Regions from separate parts of the Capra hircus genome. Here region 1 is linked to region 2. The links are chromatin contacts, called in public Hi-C maps. All regions are on one chromosome and are shown on one strand. The core of a region is the stretch at or near the end of the contact, and the rest is flanking DNA. Distances in the headings are between cores, read along the strand shown.

Region 1 (4,188 bases), core at 569-3,068, 240 kb after region 2:
AGCTGGCCTGGATCAGGGAGAGGGAGAGAGAAGGGCAGTGGGGGGCGGGGGCGATGGAGCCCACTGGGTCTCGCCTCCATCAGCCTCTGGCCTGGAGCCCACGGAGCCAGGCCAGGCTGGAAGGTGCTGAAGTAGCTCTGTGCTCACCTGGACCAACAGACCATTCTGCTGCGACGAACAACCACAGCCGCGCACGCAGGCAAACGTGGAGCCTTAAGAACCAACCTTGAGCCAGGCACCGGAGATGCCGACGGAGAGCATGTGCAAACACCGTGTCTCGTGAAACCTCAGTGTCGGGACAGAACTTCATTTAGAGCCCTTTAAGCCCATTCCAAAGCTTGAATCCCTCCTCTCACGTCTCTGCGAGGAGACTGCATGTGCAGCCTCGCCTACACACCGCACAAATGAAACCCACTGGCTCTCAGCACGCGTTGTGGAGCTGCTGAAAATTTCTTTCATCCACGTCCACCCATCTTCCCACGCGCTACTCCGGCCTGGCGGGCCAGCAGGTCCACTCCCACGGCCCCAGCCCTCACGCACATGGGCCTCCTTTGACCTCCCTGCATGAACTCCTGACGGTCATCGGTGGCTTTCTGTCTCCCACATGCAGACTCGTTGTATCAAGGAACAGCATGAGGCTAGAGACCGAATGCCAGGAAAAAAGAACAGACCTCCGAGGTTTCTGTCCCGCTTTCCTGGTTCGAATGACCACGAGAAGGACAGAACCTGTGCTTCCTCCCCGGCCAGTGTCTGTTTCATGAACCTTTGTGAATACATGTGTGTACGTGTGTGCGCTGCGTACCCGCAAGAGGTGGGGGCCAAGAAGGGGTGTTCGGACCTTCCGGGCTCTTAAGCAACTCCCAGGGTGGATTCTAGGGCATGAAGTCAGGCGGACGTAGGGCATTGATGCTCTCTGACAAAGGGGAGTATTTCTGGTCCTTGAGGGGGGCGGTCCCCATGTCATGCTCAGGAAAGCCTCCTTTCTCTGCAGTAAATCTTTCCTTGAGGGGTGTTTGCACTCGTTTCTGCCCACCGCCCACCCCCCCACAGGGGCAGGGTCCCCCACTCCAACGCCACCCCCCGGTCCTGCGGTCAGAGATCGAGGGCTCCTCTTCCACGTTCTTGCAGCATCTTGCCCAGCCCGCCCCTTCTCTGAGCCCTCTCCACCATCCACCTGGTCAACCTGTCGCCGACTCCCTTGTCTCATCGCCTTCCCCTGACTCCCTCATCTTTCCGAGACCCCTGAAGAGTTGACTGAAGGCAATGGGTCTGTTCTCTGGCTGGGGCTGGGGCTGGGGGAGACGAGAGAGGGAAGGGGAGATGGTGGAAGGGCAAGAGCCCCCCTCCTCAGGGTGATGGCCACGGTCCAGCTCTGGAGGGTTTAGTGGGAAAAAGAACTCCCCAATGACGGCAGCGGAGGCCAGTGACTGGGACAGGTCCCCACAGATAAGGCTGCTGCCCCCCAAAAGGGGAGACACTTAGGCAGCTGGGCAGCAACACTGAGGGCAGGCGGGGGAGGACGGGACTCAGGGCAGCCCTCGGGGTTGCTAGGACTTCAGGTTTGTAGGTCCTGGGGGGCCAGAGACTCACCCCACGAAGTAGGAGATGATGAGAAGCTGAACCGCTCGGTTGATGATCCCAATGGTCCAGCTCTTCACGACCACCGACTTGGTGGTCTCGTAGGTGAAGAAATCTGAGATGCAGTTCATGCTGAGAGAATGACCCCTAAGGAGAGACCCGATGATGGTCTCAGGACGGAGGGGTCATCCGGATGGAGGCTGGGAGGGGGAGCGGCTTAGAGGGGGCTTGAGGAGCCTGTTCCTTTAAGTCAGGCAACCCTAGCTCGGGGCTCAGCCTCTCTCTGCTCTCCACCCTCTGGGCTGCCAAGAGTCCAAGGCCAGGGTGGGGGACCCCCTTTTTGTTGGTCTCCACCCCACTCCCCTGTGATGTCACGGCAGGGGTGGGGTCTCCAATCCCAGGCTCCTGATTGCTTGGGATGCAGCTGGCTGGGGCCCTCTGGGACTTAGGCTTTATCTGCACTCTGTCTACCGCTTCGGTTCTGTTCTCTTGTGCCGCGTCTCCATCCCAGCTCACCAGCTGCTCCACACTCTCCTGAAAGCCCCTGGCAATACCCCACCCCACCCACCTAGCAGCCTGCTTGAGCTGAGTTCATTCCTGTCTTCCTACAGTGCTCAATTCCCCTCTTTCCAAGAGCTGCCATCAACAGCATGGGTTGGGGGAGGGGTGGTCTCCTGAACCTCTCTCCTGGTCTCACGGGAGAGGGAAACTAAAGAGTCGCTTGGTTTCTATTTCCTGTTCACCGGGCAGCGGCTGGACTTCTACCTCCAGCATTGCACTGTAACGCTGGGTGTTTTTGGGGGGTTGTTTTACTGTCTGTCAGTGTATTTATCCGAATCATCTGTTTAATTACACACTCCTGGAAGCTTGGAGCGGTTTCCATCTTGCTTGCTAGTTTCCTCAAATCCTACCACCGTGTCGGAGCTCAATGCATGTTTATTGAATCTAGCTGAATTTATGTTGCTATAGAGTGTGGGAACAGCCATCACCCAGAGGGTAAAGCCATGAGTTCAGGGAACAATGGTGCGCTTACATTGTCTCTTGTCCCAGAATCAAGGCTACTGGTGTAACTGCAGGTCAGACTGTCAGAGAAATGTTCAAGTTTCAACATTCTGCCCTTATGTCTCCATGCACGACACTTATCGTCAGTCATTCTGAATGTAGAGTCACGGTGAGGATGAGAGAGGAGAGCTAGACCCTAGGACTCTAGAAGGTGGGGGTGTGGGGGTGGCTGGCTTCCGCAGTGCCAGGGTGATAGGCTTTCAAAGCAGCTGTGGCTCCGTGATTAACTTGACACCAGCGCTTGAACTTGGCATGGCCGCTGGCCAGCCCCTTCCAGGCAATTCACAACTTGCAGGGGCTGCTGGAAGTTTCGGGGGTGCAGCGAGCTCATTTGCAAAAGGACCCGGTCCTCTCTGGACAGGGGAGGGCGGTGCAGTCACAGTGACATCAACGCCTGCATTCTCCTAGAAGCCAGTGGGAGGGGGCACTTCTCTTCACAACTCCTCCAATCTTTTCCTTCTTGGGTCAGACTCCTTTCTGCTTCGCAGAAACCACTATTGTATAGGAGACACACGCGCTGATTGCAAGGGCCACGCGCTTCGGGGCACAGTCTGATAGAAACACTACGCAAATTCTCTTTTGAAAAGCCCAGACGTCTTTAGCGTTTAAGGGGCCCCGAATTTCCGGGCCCGAGGATCGGGGGCAGCGCGGGGGGGCGGGCGGGTCCGGGGTCAGAGGTGGCGCGGGAGGGTGGGGCCCAGCGCGCCCCGCGGGTCCTCCGGCGCCGCGGGCGCTCTAGCCGGCCGCCTCTCGGGCGGCGCCTCTCTAGCCGGCCGCCGTCTCTGTGGCCAGCGCTTCCGGTGGCGGGACGCGGGGCCGCGCACGCGGGAAGAGCCTGCCCAGCGCCCCTGCCCGCCCCCCGCCCGCGCCGTCCCCCCGCCCCGGCGCGCCTACCGCCCGGGCGCCGGCGGCCGCGAGGCTCCGGCCCGAGGAGGTGGGTGGTCGCCGGCCGCGTGCAGGGCGCGGGCCCGGCTCCCCCGCGGGGTGCGCGCGGTGGGCCGGCCCGCGTTGGAGGCGGCCGGCCGCGAGCGAGTCCATTTTGGGGGGCGGGGAGCTACGGGTCTGGGGGCGCTGGGGGGCCCTGCGGGGGCGCCTCGCGCGCTGAGTCGGCCGGCCCCGGGGGGCTGCGCTGCTCGGTGCCGCGGCGCCCGGTGCAGCGCCCAGGGAGGGTGTCGGGTGGGGGGGGGTGTTTCAGCACTTATTGGGGCAGGCCCGACACCCCAGGAATGGGCCCGACACCCCAGGACTGGGCCCGGGCCCCCAGGCGGAGGAGACAGGACGCATGCCCGGCGAAGCGGGCCCATCCGGGGGCACCGTGAGCGGCTGTCCTTCCTACCACCTCTCTCCCTCTCGAATCCAGATCCCCAGCGCGCCCTCCATCTGCGCGCCCACCCAGGAGTTTCGGTGGTACCAACAGGGCTAGGTCAGCATGGCAGAAACTCTGGAGTTCAACGACGTGTATCAGGAGGTGAAGGGCTCCATGGTGAGAAGGGCCCCGCAGAGGGAGGGGAGTGGACCTGCAGGGCCACTGATCATGCCCATGCTCTG
Region 2 (3,960 bases), core at 582-3,081:
TTGTAGGTCTTCATAGAACTGTTTAACTTCAGCTTCTTCAGTGTTACTTTTCGAGGCATAGACTTGGATTACTGTGATATTGAATTGTTTGCCTTGAAAACGAACAGAGATCATTCTGTCGTTTTAGAGATTGCATCTAAGTATTGCATTTTGGACTCTTTTGTTGACTATGATGGCTACTCCATTTCTTCTAAGGGATTCCTGCCCACAGTAGTAGATATCATGGTCATCTGAGTTAAATTCACCCATGCCAGTCCATTTTAGTTCGCTGATTCCTAAAATGTCGACGTTCACTCTTGTCATCTGTTTGACCACTTCCAATTTGCCTTGATTCATGGACATAACATTCCAGGTTCCTGTGCAATATTGCCCTTTACAGCATCGGACCTTGCTTCTATAACCAGTCCTATACACAATTGGGTGTTGCTTTTGCTTTGGCTCCATCTCTTCATTCTCTCTGGAGTTATTTCTCCACTGATCTCCAGTAGCATACTGGGTACCTACTGACCTTGAGAGTTCATCTTTCAGTGTCCTATCTTTTTGTCTTTTCATACGGTTCATGGGGTTCTCAAGTCAAGAATACTGAAGTGGTTTGCCATTCCCTTCTCCAGTGGACCACATTCCGTCAGACCTCTCCACCATGACCCATCCGTCTTGGGTGGCCCCACAGGGCATGGCTTAGTTTCATTTAGACAAGGCTGTGGTCCATGTGATTAGATTGGGTAGTTGTCTGTGATTGCGGGGGGGGGAGGGGGGTGTCTAACAGAAGTTGAATAAAACATACTGTATACTGGACTCCTCTTTCTATAAGAAGGCGCCTCGCTGGTCTCTGCAACCCCAGAGACAATTCAGGGATCTCCTCACAGCTGTATTCACCAGAAAGCCCTCTCGAACTCTGGCTCTCAAACCTGCCTGCACAGGGGAATCGCAGGGGAATTCTACAATGGACCTGTTAAGTAGTTAGAATAGGAAAAAGGAGCCCAGGATGGCGGTGGCTAAAAGACAAGGAACGGAAAAGCCCAAGAAAATAGAACAAAGGCAGGTCGGAGGACCAGAGGACCTCAGGTAGCACCAACAGCACTCCTGGCGAGCCCAATTTACACAGGGCAGGCCCAGGGGAGGAAAAACACACACGAAGAGGGGCCCAAGGGCCAGGGCGCTCTCTCCCCCCTGGCGAGCCCAATTTACACAGGGCAGGCCCAGGGGAGGAAAAACACACACACAGAGGGGCCCAAGGGCCAGGGCGCTCTCTCCCCCCTTTCCGCGCCGTTTGGGTCGGCTTTCCTTTATTTTCTCAATACAACAGAGCTGTAACACGGAGCTATCCAAGGGTTTTAACCTCCGTCGCTTCAAATTCTTGCTGTGACGAGGCAGAACCGAGGAAATTACACACTCCCACCACATACCGATGCCTGGGTCCTGGCCCCAGGGATTCTGATTTATTTGGTGCGAAGTGGGCCCTAGACACTGGGGTGATTTTAGGCGGCCCAGGTGGGGTTACATGCATCTAAGGGCTGCAGTTTGAGGACGCCCTTCCTTCTCTGCACCAGACCTGCACTCCGACCTCCGCGGAAGGTGAGGTTCACCGAGCTCGGTACCCCTGCCCGCTCTGACAGAACCCATAAACTCAAGCCGCTCCGCCATCCCCGCTAGGGATCCTAACGCTACCTGCTGCGGGCGCTCTACGCCCCGCCGCAGCCTCTATGGTACCTTGCAGTCCTCTCTAGCACCTGGAGGACTCCCTCGCCTTCGGCAGGAGCCAGCCGCTCCCTCTCTATGGTGGCGGATTTCCCGGCGCCGCCCGCGGCGGGGGCCTTCACGCCGGAAGCGCGGCCTGAGCGGAAGGGAGGCGGGACTTCCCGCCTGCCGCGCCCCACGTGCTTCCGCCCTGCCGCAGCAGCGCGCACGGTGAGTTTGTGGCGTGTGCCCGAGGCCGGGGGCCCTGGGGGCGTGAGGGGGAGGCCGGGGCCTCGGGGAGAGACTCGGATCGCGCGGCGACCCCGACGACGGCGCCGCCGCTCCAGGGCTGTGGCCTCGGGCCCGGCCCCGCAGGGCCGCGTCGCATCGGGTCGGCAGGGCCCCGCGCGTTCGTGCAGGCCGTTCGGGGCCCCGTCCCGGACCCCAGCTTCTCCCGGAGAGACGCCACCTTGAGGGGCTGGGCGTCAGGGCGCCGGGACCCGCTCTGCAGGCCTGCCGTCGCCGGCTCTGCGACCTTGGGCGGGGCCTCGGTTCCGACGTCTGACGCTGAGTGCTTGAGCTTGCCGAGGTCAGCGGCCCCTCCTGGTCGGATGCCCTTGCGATTGCTCCACGTCCTGCAGCCCCTGGACGGGAAAGCGGCTGGGCGGGCTGGGTGCTGACCGTGATGTCTACCCCCACCCCCAAACCCAGGAACTAGGAGGCCCGCTGGAGATCTCTTCCAGGGCGCAGGGCTGAGATGGACCCCCTCAGGGCCCAGCAGCTGGCCGCAGAGCTGGAGGTAGAGATGATGGCCGACATGTACAACAGGTAAGGCCGGTCCTGCTGCTCACGTCTTAGAGACTGCTCCCAAGTCGTCCTCCAAGGGCAGAGGTGGGCGACTTCCGAAAAATCTTCGTCTCAATCTAGGATAAACTGAGCTCCATACTTCCCAGCACCCACCTCCACCCCCACGCAAGCATGCATGCATGCCCAGTGGCTGAGCTGTGTCTGACTCTTTCCCACCTCTTGGACTGTAGCCGGCCAGGCTCCTCTGTCATGGGATTTCCCAGGTAAGACTGGAGTGGGTTGCGTTTCCTTTTCCACCCACCTCCATGGTTAAGGGCTAATGCAGCCGCAATGTGGACTCACTAGAATGACTTGGACATTGGGGTTGGGATGGAATTGCTGATGGAGGAGCTGTGCAGGAAGAGAAACCAGGCTCTGGTTGGGTTCTGGGGACAGCAGAGCAGTTGCCTTTTGACAGATCCGGCATAACCTGTTCAGCAGTGTTGAGCACTTTGTAGGCATTATCTTTTATAATCTCCACTGAGTTCCCTTGTCCCATTTTTAAGGTGAGGACATTGAGGCTTGTAGAGGTTCAGCAGCTTTTTCAGGGTCCACAGCTCGTCGGTAGCAGTGCCAGGACCAAGACTTCAGTCTGACTCCAGACGAGTCATTGGGCAGATTTGGGAACAAATCACAGCCACATCAACCACTACTACTCTGGCCTTGGGCAAGTTACTTGGACTTGCAGACTGGTGGTTATCCCAGCTATAAAATGGGGTGCGTAATATTGGAGAAGACTCTTGTGAGTCCCTTGGACTGCAAGGAGATCCAACCAGTCCATTCTGAAGGAGACCAACCCTGGGATTTCTTTGGAAGGAATGATGCTAAAGCTGAAACTCCAGTACTTTGGCCACCTCATGTGAAGGGTTGACTCATTGGAAAAGACTTTGATGCTGGGAGGGATTGGGGGCAGGAGGAGAAGGGGATGACAGAGGATGAGATGGCTGGATGGCATCACTGACTCGATGGACGCGAGTCTGAGTGAACTCCGGGAGTTGGTGACGGACAGGGAGGCCTGGCGTGCTGCGATTCATGGGGTTGCAAACAGTCGGACACGACTGAGCGACTGAACTGAATAGTACCTTCCTCATAAAGACATTATAAATATTAAATGTTAAAATATAAGACTTATCAAGCCCAACACAAGTAGGCAGTCAACAATTGCTTTAAAAAAATTTTTTTTTAATATATTTTTTTATTTTTTTAAATTTTATTTTTACTTTATTTTACTTTACAGTACTGTATTGGTTTTGCCATACATTGACATGAATCCACCATGGGTGTATACAAGCTCCCAATCCTGAATCCCCCTCCCATATTTGCTATTTTTATTGGCTAAAACTGTCTGGCATCCTCCTTTGATTAGTTGGGTTTGTCTTGGAGGCTGTCTGTGAGAATGATTTTCTAGAGTGAGCTGTGGAGTCAGGCTCCATGCGT

Evidence for each region. Hi-C and Micro-C count contacts between places; a contact is called where the count stands out from the background.
Region 1: a Hi-C map of blood shows a contact between it and region 2, with 6 times the contacts expected there. The contact joins the promoter of P2RX3 here to the promoter of TIMM10 in region 2. A contact is called at or near these places in 2 of 5 Hi-C or Micro-C datasets (both in blood).

Annotation. Positions count from the first base shown.
Region 1 is chr15:2,729,569-2,733,756 of ARS1.2, forward strand. P2RX3 (P2X purinoceptor 3) reads right to left here and starts at 1,819. Exons shown (of 12, transcript XM_018058944.1): 1 at 1,591-1,819. The coding sequence starts at 1,709. SSRP1 (FACT complex subunit SSRP1) reads left to right here and starts at 3,504. Exons shown (of 17, transcript XM_018059074.1): 1 at 3,504-3,574; 2 at 4,001-4,123. The coding sequence starts at 4,070.
Region 2 is chr15:2,493,574-2,497,533 of ARS1.2, forward strand. It overlaps TIMM10 (mitochondrial import inner membrane translocase subunit Tim10), which reads left to right and starts at 1,832. Exons shown (of 3, transcript XM_018059064.1): 1 at 1,832-1,908; 2 at 2,389-2,505. The coding sequence starts at 2,435.